2 separate regions of the Gasterosteus aculeatus genome follow, and region 2 is linked to region 1. A link is a contact called in public Hi-C data. All regions are on one chromosome and are shown on one strand. Each heading gives the region's core, a stretch centred on a gene start, on an enhancer-like site or on the middle of the called end of the contact. The rest is flanking DNA. Distances are from core to core; before and after follow the strand shown. Region 1 holds the start of tle5 (TLE family member 5, transcriptional modulator). Region 2 overlaps tle2a (TLE family member 2, transcriptional corepressor a).

Region 1 (4,838 bases), core at 1,105-3,604:
TACCTTTTTGATGTGCGGATGAATAAACTAGCTGTCAAACTGTATGAAATTCTTGGAGAGAAATGTTGTGTTCTGGGATAACATGGTGTCTTTTTTTTTTTTTTCCCCCCCAACTATCCTCAGCTTGGCCTTCAGGAAGCTCACTCCATTCACACTTGACCCCCCCCCCCCTCCCTCAACAGTTTGTTATAATTGTAGATGAGCTAAATGGACTGCTATGAGCACGCTTGACTAAATGAAGGTGACCGGCGTTGGCGCCATGTTGTGCTCTTTAGGAAGAAAAAGGTTGTTGGATCAGGTTTCCCATTGCCGGCTCATTTTTGCGCTTCACCCCCTGTCCCGGTTTGCTCTTCGCCGCCCGCAGGAGACCGACGCCGGGAAACTCCCGTGGCTGCAGCACCAGTAATGAGAACCGGGTCGTTGTCTTTTCTTGAGGTTTTGCACTTAATTTTGCTTTGTTCCGCGTGGAATCCATTGTGGAGAGTGTTTGTACGAAACACTGCGCCAAACCAAATCAATCGGGCACAGACGAGCTATTAAATAATGAATTAATAATAATTTGTCATCTGACTCAAAGCTGTGGTAACCCCCCCCCCCCACAAAATGAAGCTAGTGTGTAAAGCCTCAGTATTAATGTATTTATTGAAACACTTCCCAAGTGAAGGTACTGAAATGGCCATTTTATAACATTTTGGTGGTTGTAATTGTGAGTGACGGAATGAATGAATATGCTGTGTGTTTACATGTCTGCCATTCTGACCACCCCCTCCTGCCTCCCCCCTTACTTGATTGGACTGTGTGTTCTCTCCCTGGGTCGAAGGCACTGAAACTGCACCACTGCGACGGGCCTGCATTCATGCAACTTGCGTGTCCGCTCAAGCGCACTTGTCGGTACTCTTTGAGGTGTGTGTGTGTGTGTGTGTGTGTGTACACTTTTAAAGGCTATTGCTTAACGCTTGAGATCCATTCTGATTCGAGGGATGGACATACAGTGATATTAAAGGCTCTTTGCATAGTTTCTTTTGTAAGGTTGACACACCTTTTACGCGTGTATTTAGGACCACTTGAGATGACACTTTTTTTAAGGAGTTCAAACAAACTTTGTGTAGTGGTGTACAAATTGAAAGTAATGTATTTTTGTTTTGATTCTTTTTTTTTTCTTTTTTAAGTATACCAAATGTAAATTATGTACAATGAGTGTGCCAATCCCCTTTCTTTGTAAAGCCAGACTCTTAACAAGTGCCAATGTTGTGAAAAATCAGAGGGCCTGTGAATTTCAAGGTCCAGTTTTTAAAAGAAATAAACACTTAAGTATGTGATTTAATTAACTAGTAAAAAGGACAATTGTATTCTATATTTAAGATTATTGATGAACTGCTGTTTTTGAAGATAAATGTCATTTTAATTGCATGTGTTTGTCAGGTTGGGGAGGGGTGGTGAGATACTGTATTCATGCAACGCCCTCACGAAAAGGGTCCTAATGGTTATTGATTTACAGTATTTTGGCCATATTTCTTTTGTATGTTTCATTTCAACCACTGTTGCCTGAACCTCATTCAAACATGAAATGATTTTCATAGCCTTCTCCTTTTAAATGTTTTAAATTGGAATAAAATATGTTCCTATACTCTCTTATTGCGTCCTTGTACATTTCCTTTGGGCTGAGATTGATTTGAAGGCCCATAAATTGATTGTATGTTACTCAACTGCCACGATTTTTCAGGCCACTAGTGATTTGAAATCTGACTGTTTTCCTAATTTCCAGAACGCTTTTTTTCATTTTTACTTCAATGTTTATATGAAGACCATTAACATAACTTAGACCAAATAAAACCCAAGATCGGCTCTATGAACAGCTTCATAGTTTTTAGCATTAAAGTCAGTGGCAACATTTAAATGGGGGGAAGGGGGAACCTCTCTGAAGTAAAATAACCTGTATTTTTTATTAAATTTACTGAAATATGCACAACTTCTGATTTGATTCCATTTAGCAGCAATGGTCTAAAACTGCAAACACTAGCTGCTTGTACATTAATGTGAACATTGCTTAATAAACAAAGTTAGACAATTAGCTAAAATTAAATATCTATATTCTTTATATGAATAGAATATTCATGCAATGTGCCACCCACCTGTCCCACGATATTCATATAATGTAATTTAGTAGTGACTTTAGTGTCGTTGGTATTCGGCCGTGCGGTGACCGTCCCGCGCGGGGCGCTGTCTGCCCAGACATCCGTTGGGCCGGCGGGTGTAGATCCGCTGCGTTGTAGATCATTGCCCGCGCCGCTCTCTTCTAGCCGCCGCGGTTCTGTGTGGGGGCGTTTCGGTTTCTACCAACCCTCCAGCTTCAGGGGGGCGCGCGGACTGACTTTCCAGCTCCGCCGCCGCCGCTGCCGAATCTTCACGGTTCCCCCCCCCCCCTGGACCCCCTCCCGACTCGTCGGATAAAACGTTTAGAGTTGAACCCCCCCAAAAATAGCTCGTGTTTCAGGTTGAATATTAAACAGCCGGAGCGCAGATTGTTTCCTTTTCACTCGATCGACTCATTTGCGTCGGTCGGACGGCGCGAAGGGGGGTTTCAACTTAAAAAAAAAAAAAAACGAACCCGCAGACATTTTGTTATTTCTGAGAATTTTGCGTTTTTTTATTTAAATAATTGTCCTACTTTTTTCCCTCCATCCGCGTAATCGCGACTGGTTAAAAGCGAGCGAACGGACCGCTTTAAAAGGACAACCACAAAAAAAGCGTAGGAGGAAACCATTACACCCCCCTCTCCCTCGCCTCCCTCCCTCCTCCCCCCCCTCCGCTCACCAGCTAAATCCAAACACCGCGGTGTGCATAACGTTCGTAATTTACATGCGTTGAGCTCGCGCGTTGCCCGGTGCGTAGAGGCGGAAGGCTCGATGGATCATTTTGACTGACAGCCTCTGAAGAGTCAGCTAGCTTTAGCCAGCGAGGAAGCAGCGCTGCCGGGTTGCTTCTTTTTTTCCTTCTTCTTCTTCTTCCTCTGTTCGCAGACACGGAAAAATACGGGTTCGGGACGGGTACCGCTACGTGACACTGACTCTGTCACAGCGAAAAAGACGTCAAAGTATCGCTTGTATTTGGGTTAATTGTTTGTTTGTTTTTAGTGTGGGGGGCTCGGGAGGGGGTTGCTAGCTACCGTTAGCTAGTCGTTCTGCTAACGCCGGACGGCTCCTGTATGCGGCGGGGCTAGCTCTGGACAAAGGACCAACGCGAGGAAAATTATAAACACGGAGCACTTAGTTGATCGTGTTCAGGAAGGAAATCAACACACCAGGAATTGACATGATGTTTCCACAATCAAGACACTCAGTAAGTGGTTTTTAATTCGACGTTTCTTTTCTCCATAATGTGGGTACTTGTCCTGCCGTAACCGCACACCGATCTACCCACGGTAACTAGGTACGGATATTAAGCTTGTTGACATTATGTTAATTAATCGGAGGTTTTATATTATATATTTTTTTATTTTTTTGGGACAATAGTCACGTTGTTCTACAACTGCGTTGTTTTAGTTCTGGTAAGTTGTGCGGAATATGTGTGGTTGGGGATTACAAAGACACCGATGCATTTTCTTTTATTTAAACCGTTAAACTTTTTTTCCCGGCGATGGCATCTTCCAATTCAAACATCTCCGGTGAATGCTGTCCTATTTCACAGCTAGATGGTTTTCAAACCTAATGTGACAGTGTATTTTCCATAAGCAGCATTCACTAAAAAGCCTTAACCAAATGTACGTATATTCAATATACACATACCTTTTATACACGATGTTACAGTCATCGTATGGCTACTGAACTACTCTAAAAAACAACAACCAAAAAACAACCTTCACTCTTGTTCCTTTGACTGTAAAAATCACACACCTCCTCGTTCCCCTAAATCTCAAGTTTCCATGGTAACAGAAACTAAGTCCAGGGTATGTATCAGTGACGTGGGCCCTCATTGGTCAAACATTCATGTTAACCGACTGGCACAATAGTGTTTCTCGTCACTTCAGGCATATCCAGTTGTGTCACCACTGCTTTCGGCAGAATTTCTTGTTGCTGGCAAACTCAATTGGCCTCTCCTGGCTGGGCGCAGCAGGAAATTTGTCCGAAACGGAAATATGATGGTGGTGACATACCTGTATTTCCACCTCCCTACTTTTGGCTGCCATTTCACCTTTCCGTCACGGGGACAAAAAACGAACAAGAAGCCATTTGTGTCGGTCCGGCTCAGGTTAACACAACAGCGAGATGACTGTGCCGTTGCCAAGGCCTGCGCCCCGTGCTTCTCCCTGGCAACGTCTTGTCACCGCCACAAGTACTTTTACTGCTCAAAGCGCAAGGGTTGTTTGCTGAAGCAACAACCTGAATGTCTTTTGTGCCTTGAATGGGTTTGCCCTTTGGCGTGCGTGTGTGTGTGTGTGTGTGTGTGTGTGTGTGTGTGTGTGTGTGTGTGTGGGGGGGCGCAGTAGTCTGGTTGTGACACTGCTGCTGATGCGATCCAGGAGCCGATGTGTGTTCCCAGAATAGTGCGCAGAATGTGCTGGTTTGGGAACCTCTGGCCTGGTTTTGTAAGAGAAGTGAAATCCTGTGTAAGCGGCACGCCGTCGCACCGAGTTCAACTTTAGTGTTTTGAAACCGATGATCTGAAAAGATGGGGGAGGGTTGTACGATTTTTGACTTAAAACAAAAAGAATCTTCGGTTTGAGTCATCCGCTTACATATCCTCAATCTGATAACCGTCACTATATTAAATTATTCAGTATTATACACGCTGAATGTGGCACAATGCATTGGTATTGCTTTGCAGAAAATAGTGTCTTT
Region 2 (4,838 bases), core at 1,449-3,948, 100 kb after region 1:
ATAACGTCTCAGGGGGGGTGAGATATGGAGAAGCCCGAGAGGAGAAGTGCTGCTTTTGTAAGCAAAAAAAAAAAAAAAAAGAACGGAAGAATAACGAGAAGCAGAAGATTTGTTCTGCCTCCCTCGTCATTGTGTGTGTGTGTGTGTGTGTGTGTGTGTGTGTACCGCAGTAGGCGAACTTGAGGGACAGAACGCAGCTCTCGTGGAGGTGCAGCTGGTACTTGTCGGGCTTGGAGACGTGCAGGACTTCCACGTTGCTGCTCTCCATTCCCACCGCCAGCCACTCGCCTGTCGGACAGTAGCCCAGAGAGAAGATCTGCAGGACGGGGGAGGGAAGAAAGGTGTCAAAAGGGGGAGGGGGGGGCGAGTGAAATGTGTGTTTGTGAGCGCGGGCTTCAGCGAGCGCGCACCTGCGAGGTGAAGTCGTGCTGCTGGAGCTGCCGTCCCTCCCGGAGGTCCCAGCAGCGCACCGTGTTGTCCAGCCCCCCCGTCCACAGCTTGGTGCCGTCGTTGGAGATGTCGATGCAGCTCGCTCCGTCCGTGTGGCCCTGGAACTGCCTGCGGGGGGGAGAGGGGGGGGGAGACGCAGCCTCTTTATGATCTCCGCTCATTGTGCAGAGTGCTACAATCTGATTATTACTTCAGCTTGGTCACGTCTTTGCCTGCTCGTCGTGTAATACGGTTCGTTTTATAAAAAAGGACGATGGTGCACCACATAATACGTCACAATATCATTCATGGAACAGATTGCATTTAAGTAAGAGCGTTTCGTGAAATACAAAAACTGAGTAATAGCAGTTGGAAAATGATATTGCTGTGAGAAGAAGATTTACTTGGGTGTCATGTCAAACATTTGGGGGATCCAACAGGGATTAAAGTGACCACTATTTTAAAGGAATTGCCCGGTTTCACCTCTACAAACCATGTGGAGAAGCAAAAGCAGAAAAATCCTTATCCAAACTTAATATAAAGAATATTAAATATTGGAGAGAGCTGTGCTTTTCAGACATAATTCTCTGTACCACACCACACTTTCTATTATTGGAAAAAGCTGAAATTTTGTAAAAACTGTATTTGTACAGCTTTATTGTGTTATTAAACCGCTTTCAAGAAAGACTCACAAAAATAAATGACAAGCTAAATCCCCCACATTGCCGTCCCTCTCTGCTCTCGTCGCACTTTCCCTCTCTTGTAATTCAAACATGTTTCTCACGGCGTGCACTGGTCCAAAGTCTCCACCCCCGCTCACCTGACCAGCGTCTGGTTGTGAAGGTCCCAGACCACGATGTTGCCGTCGCTGCAGCAGGAGAAGCAGACTTTGTTGTCGGGGGAGATGGCCAGAGCGTAGCAGGCGGGAGCGGACGACGTCAGCTCCGCCTTGATGCGGGGAGTGGGCGTGGCCAAATCCCAGATGGACAGCGTGCTGGCCTCCCCGCCGACGATCAAGGTCCGTCCGTCCGAGAGCAGCTTGCAGGAGCGGATGTAGTTGTCCCGGTTCTGTTTGGACAGCGTGAAAATGACAACTTCAAAACAGCGATACATTGCATGCTGTGGTACTTTGCAGTTCATGACGCGGGTACACGGAGGTAAAAGTTATCACAGCGATAAATAAACACGCCGGAGGATTTAGGACAACGACACAAAAGGTGATCCGTCATCTGTCAAGTGATGTCACGCCTCTCTTTTGGTGGTAAAGTAACATCGTTGGACCACAAGATGGAAAACACACTTTAAAAGTGAGTGTGCAAACATCTGGGCTTCGTCCCTCACGTCTCACCAGACAGTCCAGCTGGGCCATGGGGCTCTTGCTTCCTGGCTGGCTGATGTCCCACACCTTGACGCAGCCCTTGCCCCCGGTGTAGACGTGGCGCGTGGAGGTGCTGATGGTGACGGCACAGACCACCTCGCCGTGGCTCAGGGTGTGGATCTGGCGGGCGTGGCGAGGGATGCCCGGGCCCAGCAGGGCGTCGGGGGGAAAGGGCACCGGCTGCATCTGGCCGTCGGCGCTCACGTGGAACGAGTAGGCGCTGCAGGGAAGGAAGAGGGACAGAAAAGGATGAATTACCGATAACTGATAACGTCAGCTCGGAAAATATCATGTTACTTTGTTTACATTTCTGCTGCAGATGCAAGAAAAAAAAATAAGAAAACTCGCCAAGTCCTCTGGGGTTGAATACGTTTTGTGCTAGTAGAGATACTTTCAAGCCAAACACCTTCTTAGCAAAGTCATTTCTCCCTTTTCTTCATCATTTTGTTCTTCCGGTGTGGTGGTTGAATGTGAGCACAACCAGAGTGCAGTGAAAAGTTACCAGAGGAAGATTTGAGTGATGGCAGGAGAGGAGGAAGAGGAGGAAACTCACGGTTTTCCGGAGGAGGCTGACTGCAGGCTGGCAGGCAGCCCGGGGACCCTCATGTGTGGGTGTGGGGACTCATAGCCCACCTGGAGGAGTGAGCAATGAGGAGGCAAGAGGAAAGACAATATCAGATGAGGGCTCAAAATGAAATGAGATCATATGAAAGCAAAGAGGCTTTTCAAAAGCTGAAGGTCATATATTAACAATAAATGACAATGAAGCTGTTACCCCTCTATACACACACACACACACACACACGACGGATAATCTGCAGAGTGTCTAGCTCACCACAGGAGACCGGCCGTAGCCGGCGGCAGCTGCTGCAGCCGCCACTGCGGCTCCGTTCATCTGGGGGGAGACTAAGTGGAGACCTGCGCCGTAACCCGCCGCCCCGGCCAGGTCCCCGTTGACCCCTGGAGGCAGGCCGAAAGCCCCCGGCGGATACGCTCCCTGCACCGCCAGGGGGTTTCTCAGACCCAGAGCTGGAGGGAGAGACCAGAGGGAGTCGGTTTATTGTGAACACGTCATTGATCGGCGAGACGGGACTGTCAGTCATTTCAGGAGGTGCATCAGCTCCGCGTCTTTTTGCGGCGACTCCCTCCGCGGGTGGGGTGGGGGGGGGGGCTCACTGTCAGAGACGGTGATGAGTGACGGGTTGTGAACACGCCTGCCATACAAAAAAAAGCAGGACGCCATCGCCAGACGTAGCACTAGACCACTACTGCCCCCTGCTGGTTATCAGGCCGTCCTGCTGCGAGCCAACGTGTAAATGTATAAACAAACATCCTCCAGCAGCGCTGCGTGTAACTGCATCTACAAGCCTGTACATATGCATGCGTGATGATGTGTGTGTGTGTGTGTGTGAGCGAGAAAAAAGAGAAACTGAGGAATAGATTGAGGCTCATTACAAAGCAGCTCACCGTCACAGTCCATCACCTCCCCTTATCTTTCCATAAAAAAGTAAGAGGGGCTGAATATTTTTTCCCACAGCTGCTTATTAAGTCCAGATGGTGGTGGTGGTGGTGGTGCGGGGGGGCGTGTCTGACACTGATACCAACTAGTGCGGCCCAACGCTGACAGCATCACTACGTGTAACAAAGCAGGTGCAGGCTACGAAGCCCGTTTCTGCAGTGGCCGATTCATGTTTCTGATCGGAGCTTTAAGCGGCGAACTTCCGCGTCCCTCATTGGAGACATTTGTCTTTTGGGTCTGCTGACATTCTCCAGAGATTTAGACAAGTTTCCTTCCCGGATTCGTTGGGGGATAAGAGCAAGCTCATGGGACGTTCTTACCGAGGGGGTCCACACCGGGCTTGCCGGGGACGGGTCTGAACTGCGGAGGTCCGCTGGGTCCCGGGGTGCTGGAGTCTTGAGACATGGGGGTCCCTGGCTTCATACCCGGAGTGCTGGACTTCTCCCTCTGGGAGGGCGGATAAACGTGTTCATGTGACACCAATAAAATACAAATCATGGCAAATGTGTATTCTTTAGGTCGTGGCGTGGTCGACTGAACGCGGAGGCGTGTTGGTCTACCTGCGGGGGCTCTTTGCCACGAGATGGGGAGGGCGCGCTGCTCGAGGAGGCGAGGGAGGCGGGGCTTGCTTGAGGGGGGGCCTCCTTACGGGAGGGGGGCATCTTGTCCAGGCCGTTCTCCCTGGACGAGTAGGACTGCACACTGCGGGGGGACGACGGATCCTGAATACAAAATGAAATAAAAATAAGAAGTATAAGGAGAGTTATTCATTAATTCCATTTTTTAGTGCTGAAGGCTGCAGACAACAACTTGTCGCGCTCTTTCTTGGGGGCATTTACTCTTTTGTTAGCTTGTTTTAATGTACGATTGGTTCAAGTCACTTATTACAATATTCAGGTGTCTATGAATATTTGATTTATTAATTTATTTACTCTTCTCGTTCTTGTCAAAAACACTTTCCAATAAGCTGCAAACATAAATCTGATCATGCTATATAAAAGAAATATATTGCACACTAAAAACAACTTAGGAGAAACCACATTTCTTTCAGCATTACAAGATTCGTAACGTTAACTCACAGCAGCTCTAAAACAGACTTGAAAACTGTGAATTTATCCATTATTGTGTAACTGCATGTGCCAACGTTGTTCTTCAGTGAATGACTCTCTGGCACCAAATGAGAAGCACCCAAGAATGTAAAAGTTCTCAGGAGGTGAATGTATTCTCACCTACCGTCACCTCATGAACAATGTGCGCTTCATATATAGAACAAATACGGAAGAAAACTTGCTTTCCATCGTCGTTTACTAAACTGATAACTGTACATAAGTGCAGCAGGCATTGCAGTCACGTGTGCGTTTGCATTTCTACTTTATGGTTGTGTTGTAAAACAAGGCAGGCAGAGGTGGAGCAGGACGTGGGTGGGGTGGGTGGTGGGTGGGGTGCTGTCGTTATTTTCATTATTCAGATGGTCCTGCTGGGTGTGTTTACATGATGTATGCAGATGAAAGC

The links. A called contact is a pair of places that touch in the nucleus more often than the background predicts.
Region 2: a Hi-C map of skeletal muscle shows a contact between it and region 1, with 6 times the contacts expected there. The contact joins the enhancer-like site here to the promoter of tle5 in region 1. A contact is called at or near these places in 2 of 6 Hi-C or Micro-C datasets (both in skeletal muscle).

The regions. Positions count from the first base shown.
Region 1 is chr8:17,686,446-17,691,283 of fGasAcu3.hap1.1, forward strand. tle5 (TLE family member 5, transcriptional modulator) reads left to right here and starts at 2,355. Exons shown (of 7, transcript XM_040184138.2): 1 at 2,355-3,339. The coding sequence starts at 3,313. It overlaps LOC120823903 (guanine nucleotide-binding protein G(q) subunit alpha), which reads left to right. Exons shown (of 7, transcript XM_040184369.2): 7 at 1-1,632.
Region 2 is chr8:17,790,978-17,795,815 of fGasAcu3.hap1.1, forward strand. It overlaps tle2a (TLE family member 2, transcriptional corepressor a), which reads right to left. Exons shown (of 20, transcript XM_078108496.1): 11 at 3,887-4,048; 12 at 3,647-3,773; 13 at 2,643-2,836; 14 at 2,361-2,440; 15 at 1,778-2,027; 16 at 1,250-1,497; 17 at 411-558; 18 at 166-316. Among protein-coding and RNA genes, the nearest start is that of tle2a, 26 kb to the right of the region's middle. Within about 2 kb of position 2,699, at least 2 of the 9 cell types and tissues checked have open chromatin away from gene starts, as enhancers often do.